Linked DNA regions of Mus musculus: region 2 is linked to region 1. The links are chromatin contacts, called in public Hi-C maps. All regions are on one chromosome and are shown on one strand. The core of a region is the stretch at or near the end of the contact, and the rest is flanking DNA. Distances in the headings are between cores, read along the strand shown. Region 1 overlaps Ccdc167 (coiled-coil domain containing 167). Region 2 overlaps Zfand3 (zinc finger, AN1-type domain 3).

Region 1 (3,277 bases), core at 577-3,076:
GGAGCTGGAGTTTCTGAGCTAGCAAACTTCTGGCACTGAACTTCCGCCCCCCCCACGTGGAGCAGTTTGGTCTTATAGAGACTAGCCTGGACCCAGCGGTGACCCAGCAGTGACTAGGTAGTAGCTAAGCCTGTCTGGAGGCAGGGAAGCAGCAGCAGATAAGGTGGAGAGGGGAGGGCACAACTCTCAAGATGGGTGGAATGGTTACTCTTGTGAGGCCTGCACTTAGTCTGGGTAAGAACAGAGGCCGTTGGATATCTGCAGCTGGGCAGGACTCAAGCCAGCCGCGAAGCTTAGTGTGCTGGAGGGCAGAACCGCTGGAATGGATGTCAGCGCCTCCTCAAGGGCTTCCCTCTCCAGCCCACAGCTCTGAGCCTGTCTGCTCCAGGTGAGGGCTGTAGAGCCCAGCCCCAGGCCAGACTAAGAGCCCTTCCCTGACTCAGGAATATAGCCTTACTCCCAGAGCTTTAGACAAGTCTCCCTGGGGTCCTATGCACTGTAAAACCACTGTGTTAAGAGAAACTGTAAAATTTGTCTGAAATCCCCAGGAGGCATCTTTTCAGAGGATGGAGCCTCCAGGAATCAAAGCCCCAAATAGGCTCCTCAGAGGCGGGAACTCGTGGCACTTGCACAGACAGCTGCCCCTGCACAGGTCAGGTCAGGCCCCACAGGGTGCCAGCTCTAGGGCTGCTGGCAGGAGCATGGGCAGCTTTTATTCCTTTGATAAGCAGGAGTCAGCAGGAGCCACAGGCTCTTCAGTAGGAGAGTGAAAAACTGAATATAACACTCAACAGAGCACCTGGACGTCAGAAAGGCAATGCCTGGCCCGCAGCGCTGCCACTGCAGCTACCTGAAGGCCAGGCTCTACTGGGAAAGTGCAGAAGTTCCCCTGCCGCTTGGTTCAAGGCCACACCACCCACCCCCTCCGTTTTCTAGGTTGAGAAGAGGTTTCTGCCTCTCAAGGGCCTTGGCTCCTGGGAGCTTCTGGCCAGCCAGTGACAGGAGGGTGGGAAAGGACTTGCCTGGGGGCATGCTCCACCCGACTGGCCAGGAGCTGGCTGGGTACTGAGGACTTAGATGGTGTCATGAGTCTGGATGAGGACATAAGGAGCAGCACTGGGAACCAAGAGTCTAAAAGGTGGATACAACACCTGGAACACATCTGCAGCACTGCCAGGTGCCAGGCTCTGTTCTAGACACTCCACACAGGGGAGGATGGCAGACAACCAGCGTCCACGTCTTACAGACAGGCAGACTTAAGTAAGGAAGCAGCTTATCCAGGTGTGTCCTCTAACCTCATCACCCCACAGCGGAAAGCTGTGACTTTTTAGCCTAGAAGGTAATTCCACCCCCATGCCCTAGGATGGGCAGCTGTCCACATTTAGTCTGACTTTGCATCCACCTTGCAAAGGGGCTGTCACTACTGTGCAGAGAGCCAACTCCCAGCAGAGATGATCAGCAGCTTACATGGCTGAAGGTGGTGGGATTAGGTCCCGGTCCGTGCACGTACCTCCAGTCTTCTCCAGCACCACCATGGCAAACAACCACAACCAACAAGGACTAGTGACATTCAGAAAAAGAGTCAAGCATGGCCCCCGAACCTGTAGAAGCCTGTTGGTCTGGCTTCAACAGATGCTTTCCTCGGGGTGACCTTGTGCCTGGCTGTGCTTGGTCTCTTTTCACACAACAGATGCGCTGCCTGGAAGGACCTGCCTGCAGTCCATGTGCTGGGAGATCGAGGCGCCAGGAGCCTGGCGTCTGTCTGCATACTAAGCTGACTGTCCCTTCACAAACACCCTCCCCCACATTGCCACGCTGTCAAAAGTAACCTCCCAAATGCACGCAAAACATGTCGGAGTTTGGATAAGGAAGTGTGTGGGCTAGCTAGTAAACCCTCTCCATCCCCCAAAGGGCATCAAAGCTTCCTCCTCTTCTAATTCACTGCCTGGGAAGCTGGTCCAAGAAATCCACTCATTTTCACACATCAGGAGCCCCGGGATGTTTACTGTAATGGGTAAAGGCGATAGACCGCCTACCCAGATGGTCCCTGGCAATACCACTGGGGCTTTCCGTCTGTGGCCTCCAAGTCACACAGCCATGTCACAGGGGACAGTGTACCTTATCTTCCAGGTAGCCAGCTTCACACCTAAATGGCTGATCCCCATGACATTGGTTAAGCGATATTTTTCCGTGGAGGAGGCTTTCCGAACTGTCGGTAAGAAAGCAAACCACCAGAGCCCCCCAAATCAACAGGCCTGGTGTAAACTTTCTCTTCCAGGCAGAGCAGGTCAAGAAAGTGGGCCTCCCAATATCTCGTAGGTGGCTAGTGACAGCAACCCCACCCACCCCGCTCGTGAGTATGAGGGCTGCAGTGGTCCAGTAGAGCTGCCAAGGTCAGCACAGGGAGGAGCTATACAGCTTTGGAAGTCGCTCTGCAGGCCAGACCTTGCCCTAAGCCTTCAGCTGCTCTAGGCCAAAATGGAATCTGGGGTTTGGTTTCTTTTCTTTCTCCCCAGATCTATTTTTTGATAAACTGGCAAAAGCTGCTCCATCGCTGAAAGGCTCAAAGCATTTTTCAAGAGCTGGCATCCGCCCCGTGCCTTATGAATTCATTAATTAGGACGCTGGCAAACAGCCACTCCACACATGCTGACATCCAGCAGTGTTAGGTAATGAGGTTTTAGTCTCCTGACCTCCGTTAAGTGGAGCGGTGCCAGATGCAGGCTGCCGAGAGAATCACCTGCCCGATGGCGACCTGTCGCCTCCACCTGAGCAGGTGAGGATCATTTAGTGGTCAACAGGCCCTGAACGGCCCATGTGCCAGACTCTCCCAGCAAGGCAGCAGTTAGTGTGAGACCCCAACTCCACACCCAGCCGGAATCGACACTGCCTTCTGCCACCTAGGCCAACTGGGTAAGTACTTCCTTCCAGCCAGGACACTGCCTCTCACCCTGTCCCAGGAGATTGGGGGCTTTCCCACAGCTAGTACACAGCTCACCCTAGGACTCCGAGACTAACCGTGGTCAGTTAATGCAGGCTAAACCATTTCTTTCCCAAAGCCTCCACCTGCCCTGTCCTCAGTCTGTCTGCTGAGAACCAGGGGACACTAACTGCTTCCCATGTGCTTTTATCCCTCACTGAAGACACTGTTAGCTGCCAGTCCAGGGCCAACACCCAGCCCTTCTGCTCAGCTCACCTGCACTGCAGACGTTGGGATAAAAAGTCTGTTGACAGCCAGGGTCACACACAGCTCTGCTCCAGGCAATGAGATGTTCCA
Region 2 (3,295 bases), core at 225-2,724, 490 kb after region 1:
TGTTCACTTAGGTCTTACACTTACTCAGCCCTGTTTTATAGTTCTCAGAGTGTGTCTTCTGTGCAGCTGTCCCAAAGTACTTTGAATTTCTGATGGTACTGTGCTTAGAATCCCCAGTACCTCTTGTTAGATTGTTGTTCCCTCGGGAAGCACAGTAGTTTTTTTTTTGCAGCCTCTCTAGCTCCTGTTAGTGCCACCTTCCTAAGATGCTGCACACGCGTGGCATGTCACCTGTGAACACAGTCACGCTTCCTGGGGCTGTGGGCCTTCCTTCCATTCTTTTCTCCTCTTGTCGGGTAGATGCACAGAGAGGGCCGTAGGTTAAATGCTGAGCACACACTTGCCCTTGGTCCACCTACTGCACCTCCTGCACCCAGGCTTTTCTTCAGTCTTCGGCTGAAATTGTCTTTTCAGCATTAAGTACAATTTAAGGGTTAATTTCCCACCGCTGCCTTCACCCTGGCAAGAGCTAGTGCTTGTGTTTAAGGAGTGTGTCCAAGAGAGTGTGGGAGATGTGCACAGGGCTCAGCAGGGAAGCTGTGTGTGGCTTGTAGGTAGGTTTTCCATACCACAGCGTCACCGCCTGGATTTCCCTGTGGACTGTAGTGCTTACTGTGTCTGTTGACTGCCTGTGCAGTGTCCTTTCCTGCCCTCAGCTGGAGACTTCAGCATCAGTGCACCTCCCTGCCACCCTGTCCTGCCCTGCTGTCCACCTAGGACCCAGCCTGTCTTCGTGAATTCTTTGTGTGTTTCGGTGCCCTGGGTGCCCCTGGTTTAGGACACATGGCCTGAGTGTATTGAGTTATGTGCAGCAGGTTTCTTCTTTGCTTCCTGTGACCTGAAGCTGTTTTCCCCTCCATGCGTCTTGGTGCTCTTCAGCCACAGGATGTAGTAGTTTCTTTCCTCCTCTGCTCAGCCCCAGAATTTCTAGACCACAAATACCAAGCAGACGAGCAGTAAACACTGTTCACCCCTTGAGCCTGTCGCTGCTTTTGCTGGACGATGGCCCAACCCTGGAACATAATTCCTTGTTAGCTGAGATTTCAGTGCCATCTTTTCTCCTAGATGAGTATCAGTGAAGTTTGTGTCTAATTCTGGAAAGTACCGTTACTTAAGCAGGCCAAAGTCTGGATGAGGTCACACAACACAGGTCCTGGAGACAGATTCCAACAAGGCAGCCACTTCAGCTTCTCGTCTTGTTTGCCAGCAGGAGACAGAACACCACCCTGCGATAACAGCAGTGGAAACTGGTTTCTCTGAGCATCTTTTGGGGATGGGGCACAAGACAGGATTTCTCTCGCATAGCTTTGGAACTAGTTCTGTTGACCAGTGTAGCCTCAAACTCAGAGATCCACTTGCCGATGCCTCTCCAGTGCTGGGATTAAAGGTGTGCACCACCTCCCAGCCTCAGCCTGTCTGTTTGCTATGGTCTTGGGTTGTTGGCTCTCACGGTGCTGGGTGTTGTTGGCACTGCAGCTCTTCAGTCTGTGAGACTCAGAGCCAGGCTGCGGGGGAGCCAAGTCCCTGGGACAGGACCAGGAGGGCCTTGAGAGGGCTGGGCTGGGTTAGCTGAGAAGCTGCACCCCTTGCTGACTGACTTAGCACACCTCAGCTCTGCTGAGATGGACTTCACACAGCAGAGTTCAGAGACAGAAACAAAAAAGGTGATTGTGTTAGTGGGTCACTGGAGCACTCAGAAGACCCAGGCGCTGGCTCCCAACAGCCCCCTCCACACCTGTGAGTGAGGCATTCTTCTCATCCTCTCCTCCCAGTCTTGGTTTCCTTGGAGCTTGGGTTCTCAGACTCCCCTACTGTCTGACAGGCTGGATCTGGGCTGTGTGGGGGTGGCAGACAAGTCATATGGACTGACCCCCGACTTCTGACAGCTGCCCTTGGAGTTTTGCAAGGCCCAACAAGCCTCTTCCTCCTGGGTGCTCCCTCCACTCAGGCCAGCGTCCTCTTGGTCTGGGTCAGTCCTGGCCCTCGAGAGGGGGAGCTGAGTTAACACAGGACGGCTTGTGAGTCCTTGTCATTAATACATGGGGCGACATGCTTCTCTGTACTTGCCCTGCCAAGCTACAGATTAATCCAGGAAGAGAGGGAGGCTCTATCTAGATTTACAAGTTAAGGGGCCAGATTTATGTTAATGCTCTTGCTTCGATTAAATCGTTCTTCCCTAGAGCCGAGCTGTTGTACCAGGGTTAATTTTCTGTTGAATTTTGAGTAACTGACCAACATACTAGTGTGGTGATGGGAAGCGGGCAGGAGTGGAGGCTGTGTTGAAGTGACTTCTCCACTGTCCATCCACCCAGGTCATCTGTGACCCCACAGCCTCACATGCTGTCCTTATGTGGCTCTGTGGGAATCTGTGAGCAGATGCTTGGATTGATCACAGCAGTAGAAAAATAAATCTGTTGGCTCACACACATGTCCATTTCAGTCAGTGATTGGGGGGGGGGGGCTTTGTTAGCATTGTGTCCCTTTATGCTAGAAGTCATTCTCTTGTTTTTAGTGAGTTGTCTGTTAGATAAAGTTATTTATTGTCTGTCTTCATTGAATCCTATAAGAATGGAATGAGAATCTCTGCCTCCGTGCTGTTCTCTTTGGGGGAGGTGTGCAGCACATGGGCACACAGAGCACTCAGACACTTCAGATAGAAGTATCACCAAGGCGCAGAGAACTCACAGCAGGCTGCCTGGGAGGAGGTGTCCTGGACCAAGACGACAGTGTGGGCCTGTGTGGACAGCCAGTGCCGTGGGGTCCTGTGGTGTGGGCCTGTATGAACATCCAGTGTCATGGGGTCCCGTGGTATGAGCCTGTGTGGACAGCCAGTGCCTGGGGTCCCGTGGTGTGGCAGGAGAGTGGGGACCGCAGCGCCAAGCCAGGGGCTTGTTGGCCTTAGTAAGTTTATTATTTCTAGCACTGAAGGGTTTTTTAAGCACTGGAGTGACATCATCTGATTCACATTGTAAAAATCCCCCTGTGGTAGAGAAGCAGAAATGCTGGTGTGGAGGCCCTCAAGAATCCTCAGAGGCTGGTGGCCGTGGTGGCTTGGTCTCCAGGAAGTGTAACAGAAAGTGAGATGAGAGACTTTTGGTGATTGCTATTTATACAATTTGAAGTTTATTATATTCATATATTCCATTATTGTATTCAAAGAGGAATGAACACATATGAAATAAGTGCATCCTAAATGGTAACCCATATGTCCCATATGTCCCAAAGTCCTTCTGGATGCTGTGCGAGAGGGGCCTCTGGCCTTCAGCCCCCTGTGCCTGTTCCTTCAGCACAGTGC

What was found. A called contact is a pair of places that touch in the nucleus more often than the background predicts.
Region 2: a Hi-C map of cerebellum shows a contact between it and region 1, with 2.2 times the contacts expected there. The contact joins two enhancer-like sites. A contact is called at or near these places in 1 of 39 promoter capture datasets (embryonic stem cells), 2 of 484 Hi-C or Micro-C datasets (cerebellum and ventral hippocampal neurons), 1 of 115 datasets of contacts at active chromatin or transcription factors (astrocytes) and 1 of 9 other capture datasets (macrophages).

The regions. Positions count from the first base shown.
Region 1 is chr17:29,708,900-29,712,176 of GRCm38.p6, forward strand. All of the region lies in intron 1 of Ccdc167 (coiled-coil domain containing 167), which reads right to left. Among named protein-coding and RNA genes, the nearest start is that of Ccdc167, 6.5 kb to the right of the region's middle. Within about 2 kb of position 1,827, at least 39 of the 459 cell types and tissues checked have an H3K27ac peak or open chromatin away from gene starts, as enhancers often do. A contact at or near this core is called in cerebellum, where this site is marked.
Region 2 is chr17:30,198,992-30,202,286 of GRCm38.p6, forward strand. All of the region lies in intron 5 of Zfand3 (zinc finger, AN1-type domain 3), which reads left to right. Among named protein-coding and RNA genes, the nearest start is that of Zfand3, 200 kb to the left of the region's middle. Within about 2 kb of position 1,475, at least 55 of the 459 cell types and tissues checked have an H3K27ac peak or open chromatin away from gene starts, as enhancers often do. A contact at or near this core is called in cerebellum, where this site is marked.